3 separate regions of the Rattus norvegicus genome follow, and all the other regions are linked to region 1. Evidence: chromatin contacts called from public Hi-C data. All regions are on one chromosome and are shown on one strand. Each heading gives the region's core, a stretch centred on a gene start, on an enhancer-like site or on the middle of the called end of the contact. The rest is flanking DNA. Distances are from core to core; before and after follow the strand shown.

The links. A called contact is a pair of places that touch in the nucleus more often than the background predicts.
Region 2: a contact with region 1 is called in a Hi-C map of kidney, with 3 times the contacts expected there. The contact joins the promoter of Tmem259 here to the promoter of Atp5f1d in region 1. A contact is called at or near these places in 11 of 12 Hi-C or Micro-C datasets (the A7r5 cell line, Schwann cells, frontal cortex and 6 more) and 1 of 1 datasets of contacts at active chromatin or transcription factors (oligodendrocytes).
Region 3: a contact with region 1 is called in a Hi-C map of liver, with 3 times the contacts expected there. The contact joins the promoter of Wdr18 here to the promoter of Atp5f1d in region 1. A contact is called at or near these places in 6 of 12 Hi-C or Micro-C datasets (the Rat2 cell line, Schwann cells, kidney and 2 more) and 1 of 1 datasets of contacts at active chromatin or transcription factors (oligodendrocytes).

The regions. Positions count from the first base shown.
Region 1 is chr7:10,213,090-10,216,224 of GRCr8, forward strand. Atp5f1d (ATP synthase F1 subunit delta) reads right to left here and starts at 1,261. Exons shown (of 4, transcript NM_139106.2): 1 at 1,079-1,261; 2 at 1-66. The coding sequence starts at 1,219.
Region 2 is chr7:10,372,643-10,376,213 of GRCr8, forward strand. Tmem259 (transmembrane protein 259) reads left to right here and starts at 2,262. Exons shown (of 11, transcript NM_001100886.1): 1 at 2,262-2,511. The coding sequence starts at 2,290. LOC120094051 (U6 spliceosomal RNA) reads right to left here and starts at 837; the gene lies at 731-837.
Region 3 is chr7:10,396,661-10,400,058 of GRCr8, forward strand. It overlaps Wdr18 (WD repeat domain 18), which reads right to left and starts at 2,015. Exons shown (of 10, transcript NM_001039027.1): 1 at 1,801-2,015; 2 at 1,060-1,170. The coding sequence starts at 2,010.

The DNA of each region.
Region 1 (3,135 bases), core at 11-2,510:
GATGCCAAAGGCTCCAGTCAGCGTAGGCACATCCACTTGCCGGACATTGGCACCATCAAAGAACACCTGCAGAGAGTGTACCACACAGAGTTGGCATTGCCACCGTGCCATGGAGACTGGTCTTTCCTTCTGTACAGTGGGCACAGGGAGGATGAAATTCTGATGGGACGTAAAAGCTACCAAGAGCTGCCGTTAGACTCAGTTTGCCGTTAGACTCACCTGTGAAATGGGATGCCATGTCTAACAGAGGGTCTGAAAGAGGTGACTGAAATATATGGCAACCCAGTGCTGTACAAGCATGCCAATCTGGTGTCTGGGATAGGGTTTCTGGGAAACCCTAAGGTTGTCTCATGACTACTCAGGAAGTTGCTATGAGGGAGTCAAAAGTGTAAAACCAGCATAGGCTTACAAACAGCATGGTTATTAAGCTGTTAAAACCCTGGCTAAGGTCTGTACAATTAAGGGTATTAGGCCCAGGGGAAGCCAACATGACAAGGAACTTGGGTCAGTCCCAGGTGACCTTTCAAGATCTGGGTCCAGGCAATCCCCAAGAAGGGATCCAGGCCTGGGTACTGGTGACTCCTGCTTGGACAACATCTTGGGGACTCCCCCACGGACAGAAACTCTGATCCATGTAAACCCCAAAGGGATTAATCTGTGGTCCATTATGACACCATCCAAGCCTTGAGTAGAGCCTGGAGTTCATATGAATCTCGGGGACAACACCCAAGGATGGGGCCTGAGTGACCAAGGTGTGGAGCCTAGGACACCCCAAAAACAGCAGGACTTGTGGTCCAGGTGACACCAGTACATTAGTAAAATCTGGTTTCCAGGTATAGGTGATCCAACCCCCAGAGGGTGGAGCCTTAGGTCCAGGTGACGCCCTTAGGGGTGGGGTATGAAGTTTCAGTGAACACAGAGAGGTCGAGCCCTGGGTCCGGGTGACCCCATCCAGGGGCGAGGCCTGGGGAGGGGGTTCACGCGGCCCCATGGGGGTGAAACCTGAGACCCAATACAAGTGACCCTCTCCCACGGGTAAAGTCAGGGGCTTGACGACTCTGGGGGCTGTGAGTCGTACCTGCGTCGGGGAGGCGAAGGTGAAGGACATCTGTCCAGGCCCAGCGGCGGGGGCAGGTGAGGCGGCGGCCTGGGCGTACGTACGCGCCTGGAGCACCAGACGGCGCAGACCTGGGTGACGAAGCAATGCGGCGGGCAGCATGGTGGCGGAAACGTCAGTGGACTTTAGCTTAGCGGACAGCAGACACACAGGGATAGCGAGGCGGCCTTCAGGGAGGGCGAGGAGGACGACGCGCGGTGTCTTCTGGGAGGCGCAGTTCCCACAAGAACGCACGCGCGCACTGCGATGCTCCGAAGGCTGCGCGGTGCAGAACGCGCTGAGCATACTGGGAGGTATACTTTGCCTTAGCCACACCCCTTGCAGTGCTGCCTAGAAGTGGGACCCTCCTATGCCTCGTGAATCATTCTGGGAACTGTAGTTTTCTTCGCCTTCTAACAGCAAACGGTGCCCTGGGTCCATAGGACCGTGTTCTGCAAACGGACACCTTCCCTCCGGAGAGTACGTTTGAGCTGAAAAGATGCCGGTTTGATGTCAGGTCCCAACCATTGGAGAGAGGCACTTAGCGCGCATTCAGGCCCAAAAGAAGCAAACCTGTAACGTGTTGGGACAGAAGAATTAAAATGTAGATTACCAGTCAGGTGTGGTGACGCACTTTTGCAATCCGCATTCTGGAAATAGGTAAAAATCTATTTCCAAAAGTGCGCAGCCGAATACATTTTTAAAAAAATCAAATATTAGGGCTAGAGAGATGGCTCAGCGGTGAAGAGCACTGACTGCTCTTCCAAAGGTCCTGAGTTCAATTCCCAGCAACCGCATGGTGGCTAGGATCTGTAATAAGGTCCTGTGTGTCTGAAACAGCTACAATGTACTCATATAAATATAATAAATAAATCTTAAAAAAATCAAATATTAGCCAGGCGCTGTTAATCCCAACTCCCCGGAGGAAGACTCAAGCGGGGTTCCGTGAGTTTGTGATCAACCAGGTCTACATCTTGAGAAGCTGCTAAATAAGTAAATGAATAAATAGATAGATAATTAATTAATTAATTTACTCCATGATGCCGCACGCGGTGCGTGCTAGAGAGAGGTCGCACCAGGAGAGCAGCTCACGGAAGAGGTTACTGGGTGGCATGCACGCCGAAGCAGGCAGAGGGCGCGCGAAACCTGGAGATGTACTTGCTCTTCTCCGCAGTCCCCTCCCTGCGGGCCTCCGCCCCTGCCCGCCACTGACGCAGGAGCCCGTGCGCGGGCGGCCAAGGGGCCCCACTGACGCCAGTTGTGTCCGCGCAGCCTCGCTCTCGGCCATGACATCACCACCCTGCCCCCGCATTCACGCAGATTACAGCCTCCGCTCAGCTCTTGGTCCCCAGGTCCCACCACATAGGTTCACAAAAAATACGGGCATAGAGTTGGTGGGACAAGAAGCCATTAGCTTGACTTAAGGATGCATGTTGGATCTTAGAAGAGCAGCTGGCAGCTTTTGGTAGTGGTCAGTCTTGAACCAGAGCCTGGCGGATGCAAGAGTAATTCTTTTCGTCATTCTACAATCAACAGACTCTGGAGCTCAGGCCTGCTCATAAGCCAGCAGTCCTGGGCCTCAATCCGTCTCTGTGAGAGACACCTAGTTCTCAGTCTCTCTAATCTGGGCATTCTTACTTGCACAGTGGCATCTAGAAACTCCATTCCCTTCCCTACTCCAGCACACAGATGCACACGTACAAACACACACACACACACACACACACACACACACACACACACACTTGCGCGCGGGCCCCCGAGATCCCATATCTACAAAAATGTTCCATGAAGCAAGAACTCAAACCTAGATATATCATGCTCGTCCTGTCTTGAGTATTCTCCTCCAACTCCATGGCCACTGTGTCTTACCAGACAAGTCTTTTTAAAAACAAAAACAAAAAAAAAAAAAACCAAAAAAAAAAAAAACAAAAAAAAATTAAACCTAGGGTGCAGGAGAGATGGCTCAGCAGTTAATAACGAGCACTGTTCTTCCCATCGCCCATGCCGGACAGTTAACAGCTGCCAGTAGCTCCAGC
Region 2 (3,571 bases), core at 1,012-3,511, 160 kb after region 1:
GTGGTAGTGCTTCTGCTGTGGGTGTGGTGACCACGCCTTTGAGATCACCACTCCGGAGGCAGAGGCAGGAGGAGCACTGTGAATATGAGGCCAGCCTGATCTACACAACAAATCCCAGGACAGCCAGGGTTACAAGGCAAGACCACAAACTCGAAAAGTAAATTGCCTGCTCTGGTCATGAGTAATATGACCGGCTGAAGTGTTGGCCTGTGCTGGAGGGGACCCCATTGCTTCTCCACGAAGATCAGGCTAGGTTTTGCTGCTCGGGTCACCAGGGACGTTTTGTATTTTCTAACAAGTGACGAGTGTATTCCATAATAGTTTCAAGACTGGTATATTTATTAGGTGCCTACTGTATGCAAGGTGTTCTGGGCAACGAAAGATGGTATCTCTTGGGTATCTGAAAGCTAGAAGGGAGGGGTTCCCTTCGCTCAGCGGGTGAAGCGCCCCTCCCTTTTCCTGGCTGCCCAGCCCGGATGCAGAGACAGTCATCTTGGTCCATCAAGCAGTCGCTTAGTCCTTCCCTCACGCTGGAGGTATGTATATAGTAAGCATAACGGTAGGACTCAGTGCTACTGAGGCCTCTCTGCTGCATCCTAAAAACTGACAGCTTCTTTGGCGGGAGCAGTAGCCGCTCAATAAATTCATTTGTCCAGCAAGACTGCTGGCACGTGGCAGTTAAAGGAGGAACGAAGACTTCAAAGGTCGATTGCGTGACATTGAGATGAGACAAAATATGGAACGCTTCACGAATTTGCGTGTCATCCTTGCGCAGGGGCCATGCTAATCTTCTCTGTATCGTTCCAATTTTAGTATATGTGCTGCCGAAGCGAGCACGAACGTCTGTGGGTCGCCTCAGATATTTAAGCGCAGGGAATATAATTACTTTTCACATAGAGTAGTTGTGCTTTTTTGTGTATATAAAGTGATGTCTTTATACGTCAAAAGGAAGGGCCACCCTTCGTAACGACGCTGAACATAATTATCTATGCGCGTAAAAGCTTACAAATTAATTAATGTAGCCATCTGGGAGAAGCTGCACCAGCAAGGCCTTCTGGGAAGCCATATGCAAATTAGACAGATACTACGCGGCTCCGCCCCTCAGTGGTAGCCCAGCCCGATCGGCGGGGAATCCGTGCTCTTGGTGCGATGGGCAAACTGAATGCTGGTAAACTATCCCCATGGAGCTTCGCCCCTAATGAACAGTGCTAGAAAGCTCTGCCTCCCAGGGCAAGGCTGGTAATGATTCCTCAACGGGCTATGCTAATGACTCCCCACCGGACTCCGCCCCTAAGTGAGGCTGTGGCCGTAGTGAAGCCCTATGTAAATAGTAAATAGGCCTTGCTACATGCGTCTCCGCCCCCTCTGATCCTCCGCTAATAGAAAACCCGGTGTAGATAAGACTAGCAACGTCGCCCCGCCCACTAGTTGCAAATGCTTAAGCTTGTTTCTGAGACCACGCCCCATAGCTCGACCGCCGCGAACCTGGTTCCCTACACAAACGAAACGGATTGTACGCGACACTGCCTCAGTGCCTAAGCTCAATGCTTATATATTTGGTTGTGAGCCTAACCTTTAACGGCTGAGCCATCTCTCCAGCCCCTAAGCTCAATGCTTAAGATACAGCTTTGGTCTGAAGAGATGGCTAAGAGCACTGACTGCCCTTCCAGAGGTCTTGAGTTCATTTTCCAGCATCCATTATGGTGGCTCACAACCATCTGTAATGGGATCTGATGCCCTCTTCTGGTCTGAACGCAGCTACAGTGTACTCACATATATAAAAGATTTTTTTTTATTTTAGCTCAGTGCAAATGAGTCGTGACACACGACTCTGCCATAGACCATGCCACAGTGTGTGGGAGTGAATTTTTGCAAATGAACCGGGCTCCTCTCTATTCCGCTCCGTGTAGCCTCCGCAAATTGCAAGCCCAAAGCAAATGAGACCGACCAAAGCTTTAAGGAGGACTAGGAAAATAAACTGAACTCCGTGTTACTCCGGCCTTTTAGCACTGGGGCGACGGGTTTGAAGTTTGAGAGCAGTAACCAGGCTCCGCCCACTTGTGGTGCCAGCCTTCCGGCTCTGAAGCCCGGCCTCCTCGGGCGGCCGTGGCGATCCCAGCGTGCCCCGCGCACGGGTGGCGCTCTGGCCCGGCGCTCTCGCCGGCGTCGCGGGCCGGACGGACGCGAGCACAGGCGCAGGCGGCGGCGGCCGGGGGCGGCGGGGGGGATCCGGCGGCCGGGACACGGCGGGGGGGCAGCCGGCGGCCGCCGGGGTGACGCGGGGCGGTGATGTCGGAGCACGCGGCAGCCCCAGGGCCCGGGCCCAACGGCGGCGGGGGTGGCGGCGCGGCGCCCGTGCGCGGCCCGCGCGGCCCCAATCTCAACCCCAACCCGCTCATCAACGTGCGCGACCGGCTCTTCCACGCGCTCTTCTTCAAGATGGCCGTCACCTACTCACGCCTCTTCCCACCTGCTTTCCGCCGCCTCTTTGAGTTCTTCGTTCTGCTCAAGGTGACCTCTGACCCCTGACCTCTGACCCCAGCTGTCATCCACCTGCCCACCCCCTCAGCTTTACCACTTGGCCCCTGACTTGGCCTGAATACCCTGATGCCAATCTTCTCACAGATGCATCCTCTGATCCCCACTTCCTCAGCTCTCAGGCCCCGCCTCTTGCCCTTTGGCCTCTGACTCTGCCACTTGGGAACCTAGGCCCCAAATTTTTCCACCCAAGACCAGAGCCCAGTGTCTTCTTGAGGTAGTATCTTGGACTCGAGGTCCCCCCCTCCCACCTGTCACTCCCATTCTGTCCTGCACCTCCACTGAGAACAGTGTGGTCAGTTCCATCCCATCCTGAAGTTCCACTGTGGACAACCCCCTGTGCTGGAGGCCCTGTCCCGCCTGTCATTTCCATCCTAACACACCCTGAAGCTCACCTGGGGATAGTCCCCAGCCCTCCCAGTGTCCCTGCTCTTCTCTGTCACTTCTTGCCAGATCTTTTGTGGCTTTGGTGGGGTCACCTCGCTAGGGTTAGCCACAAAGTCACAGCCACATTGGCCAGGGACCTCTGTAGCCAGTACTTGCTCTGCTGTGTCTTCCTGGTGTGCTCCTGAGAGATACTGAGTTCTCAATATAACAAAGGCTACTCCAGAGGGATAGCCACCAGGCTCTGTCCCTAGGCTTCTCTCTGAGAGGAGCTGCCTGGGCCATCTGGTGTTGGGGGCATGGCATGGTGGTGGGTGTGCTGATGTTGGAGGGCATTGCCTTCTCCGGTGGCTTTGGTGAATGTGGGACTGGCTCCTAGCACTGTTTCAAAGCTGTCAGTTTGGGGGATTCATGGAAGTACTTCCAGCATGAGATTGAAACAGATGTGGGGTTGAGCCCCTCAGGCTCCAGTCCACAGTCTGCAGTCTGCCACTGCCCCTTCTTTCTCCCTGCCTTCCACACCCTGAGTCCCCAGTGGTGGCCCTCAGCTTGGGGTACCCGATACCTTGTCAGAGACAGGGTCTGTTGGATGACAGTTGACCCCCCACTTTTTCTTTTTTTTTTTTTTTGGTTCTTTTTTTCGGAGCTG
Region 3 (3,398 bases), core at 765-3,264, 180 kb after region 1:
TTAATGTATATGAGTACTCTGTCTCTGTCTTCTGCCACCTTCAGAGGGCATCAGATCTCATTACAGATGGTTGTGAGCCACCATGTGGTTGCTGGGAATTGAACTCAGGACCTCTGAAAGGGCAGTCAATGCTCCTAACTGCTAAGCCATCTCTCAGGGTTCCTGATAGTTCTATTTTAAATTTCTTTGTGGGTCTAGGGTACTCTGAGGCCAGATGAAGGAGCTACAGACAGTTGTGAGCTGCCATGTGGGTGCTGGAAACTAAACCTGCGTCGTCTGAGAGAGCGGCCAATATTCTTAACTGCTGAGCTATCTCTCTCAATCAATAGGCAGTTTTTAAAAATTCTGTATTTTCCAGGTTTGTTTCCTTTTTTTTTTTTCCTTTTTTCTTTTTTTCGGAGCTGGGGACCAAACCCAGGGCCTTGCGCTCGCTAGGGAAGCGCTCTACCGCTGAGCTAAATCCCCAACCCCGGTTTATTTCCTTTATGAGTGTTTTTGCCTGCATGTATATATGTGTATAAGGGGCATGACTGGTGCTCACTGAGGTCTAAGGAGGTGTGAAGTCCCCTAGAACTGAAGTTATGGATGGCTGTGAGCCATCATGTGGTTGCTGGGAATTGAACCCAGGTCCTCTGCAAGAGCAACAAGTGTTGTTAGTCACAGGACCATTTCTCTTTGCTCCTTACTGAGGATGTTAACTACTATGTTGACTTCCTGCTTTCTGCCCTGATTCCCTCAATATAAACTGCAAGTGTACATAATAAAAGTTCTCTTCCTCTTGCACTGTTTTTGGTCAATGTTTTTGCCAAGAGGAGACAGGTTAGAACACTGCCCCTTCCTAAGTTTCTTTCTCAGTTGCTCACGACAGCACTAGGGCCACCAGTGGGCTGAGCACTGTGCTGCATCTCAGTCACCAATTAGGATCCTACAGACACGGTCGCATTTTTGGTTTCAGAAGTCATGGGTAAGATTCCATGCCTACCTCAGCTGACAGGACACCGACCAGTTTTACTCTTTAGCAATCCCAAGTCACACATACATGTGACAAGCTGTTCTCACCTCCCACAGGTAAATGCTCTCTGCAATTCCTGCCAGAACATACAAGCCGTTAGGTGCCGTGGTTAGACAGGTGACAGGCCCAGGACACATGATTTTCTGTTGAAGCTGGTCCTAGGGACACAGAATACAAGAAAAACTATGTGAGTATCAGGGCGGAGGCAACTGAAGGGAAAAGTTTTAAGTACAGAGAGCAAAAGAAAAGAGGTTGGGTAGATAGACTGTCCAAGTGAGGGTTGGAGGCGCGGCAAACCTGTACCTAGAAACTACCCCCAGCCCCGGGAGGGCAGGGTCCGGGCTCAGTAGTAGGGATCCTACTGGACAAGAAGGAAGCTCTGTGTTCCAGAAACTAAGAACCAAAAAGACCTCAGGCCTTAGTCTGTCCTGATGGTTAAGATCCGCGACTCTTTACGAAGGTAAAAGAACGGGCCGTCATTCTATCTCTTCCCGTGGCTCCTCAAGATCTCTGGTCTGCCATGCCATACAAAAGCATGACTTCTAACGGACCCCATTTCCCTTCTGCGTCCCTTAGCGCCCCTTACACTGCAAGTGTGCAAAAGCCATAGATCTTCATCTGAGCATGCGCGAAGAAATCTCCCGGGCCCCTTAGCGCCAAGCCCCTGGGGGGAAAAACCCTCGGCCTCCGAGTACTTCCGAATCACACACCACCCCAGGATCGCCGGAACTCTAATCTTGGCGCGCCGGAGTACTCTCGGCTGCTCCGCGGACGCTGAGGCCCCGCACCTTGCGCTGCAGCTCCCAAGCGCAGATGTAGTTCTTGCCCTGCTGTGCCGCCAGCAGGTACTCGCCATTGAGTAGCGCCAGGCCTCGCGGCCCCGCTTGGCCGCCTCGATAGGTGAGCAGGTTGGCGCCCGAATGAAGCTCCCACACCATACAGCTCCATAGCGGTGCCGCGGAGTCTGTACACACCACCACTTCCATGGGCGCCGCCATCTTGCCCTGCCAGCCCCGCCCCCGAATCCCATCATTCTTAGCGAGACTGTCAAGATGGCTCCTGGCCGACTAGCCTTAGTACTTCCTAGCGGGGGGAGCTGGAAGGCCGACGCATGCGCAGTAGTTTCACCAAGCCGAGGAGGCGGAGTTAATTGTCTGGTGCTTACGGGCTCCAGGAGGCCTAGAGAGACATTTATGCACTTTAGGTGGCTCACATACGCATGCGTACAAAGTTCGCTGCTCTTGGGTGGAGCTAGCCGCGGGGTTTCAGGGTCTCTGGTAGAGCAGCGTTGAGAGGGCGGAGCCGCACGACAAGTGTACATGCCAATGCGCGAACAGCGCAGTGGTAGACGCGCCACGCAGCTTAGAACACCCGCAAGCTTCTTGGAGGACTGAGCGGGGCGGGGCGGGGCGGAGGAAAGGGGGGGGGAAAACTGGATTCCTGCACATGCGTAGAAGCCTGGGGGTCCTGGCGGCTCAGCGCATATTAGCTCTGTTTAGAGGAAAATACGCTTGCTATCTGTTTGCAGGGTTTGTCTTTTTTTCTTTTCTTTTTTCTTTCTTTCTTTTTTTTTCCTCGACACAGTGTCTCTCTTGCGTTGGGATTAAAGCCTTGAGCCTCCACCGCCAGCGAGCTTTCACTGAATACGCGCTAGGTGTTTTGACTCAAATGATCTAAAGTTTTAAAGTGTTTTGTTTTGTACTTGAGCCACTCTGGCCCTCGAACTCGTGGCAATCAATCCTCCTGCCTCAGCTTCTTGCGTGCCGAGATGACACATCTATGTCACCATAGCCGGCTTTTTCTTTTCTTTTTTGTTATATTTTTGTTTTTTGAGACAGGGTTTCTTTGTGTAGCCACGGTTGTCCTGGTAGTCACTCTGTAGACCAAGCTGGTCTCGAACTCAGAGATCCACCTATATCTGCCTCCTGAGTACTGGGATTAAATGTCTGGGCCACCACCACCCAGCTGACCAATTTACTTCTTAAACTTTGTTTCATAGCAAAAATATAAACCACTGACCTTTATACTTTATTTAGATCAAATGAAGTTCGTTACTTACTGCGTGTAGCATGCCGCTATGTATGTTTGGCCGAGGCATATTGGTGATTAACTCTTACCAATCGACCCACGTCCTTTATTGATTCGCCTCCTCTTTGGCCTTTCCTCTTCTGAGTCATAAATTTCAAATTTGTATTTGGTTCACTCATTGTAGACCCAACAAGTCAATCTCTAGCCAAGCAACCTTTAGCCTCAGGTCACAGCTGCTGTCATAGGTCAGGCCTAAAACCAAGTGCCCCCTCCCTCCTTCTATGTGTTGTTAGTAACGGAGATTGCATGCAAGTGTGGAATCTTGCAGCCAGGAATGTGGCCTCCAGAGCGCTGCGCC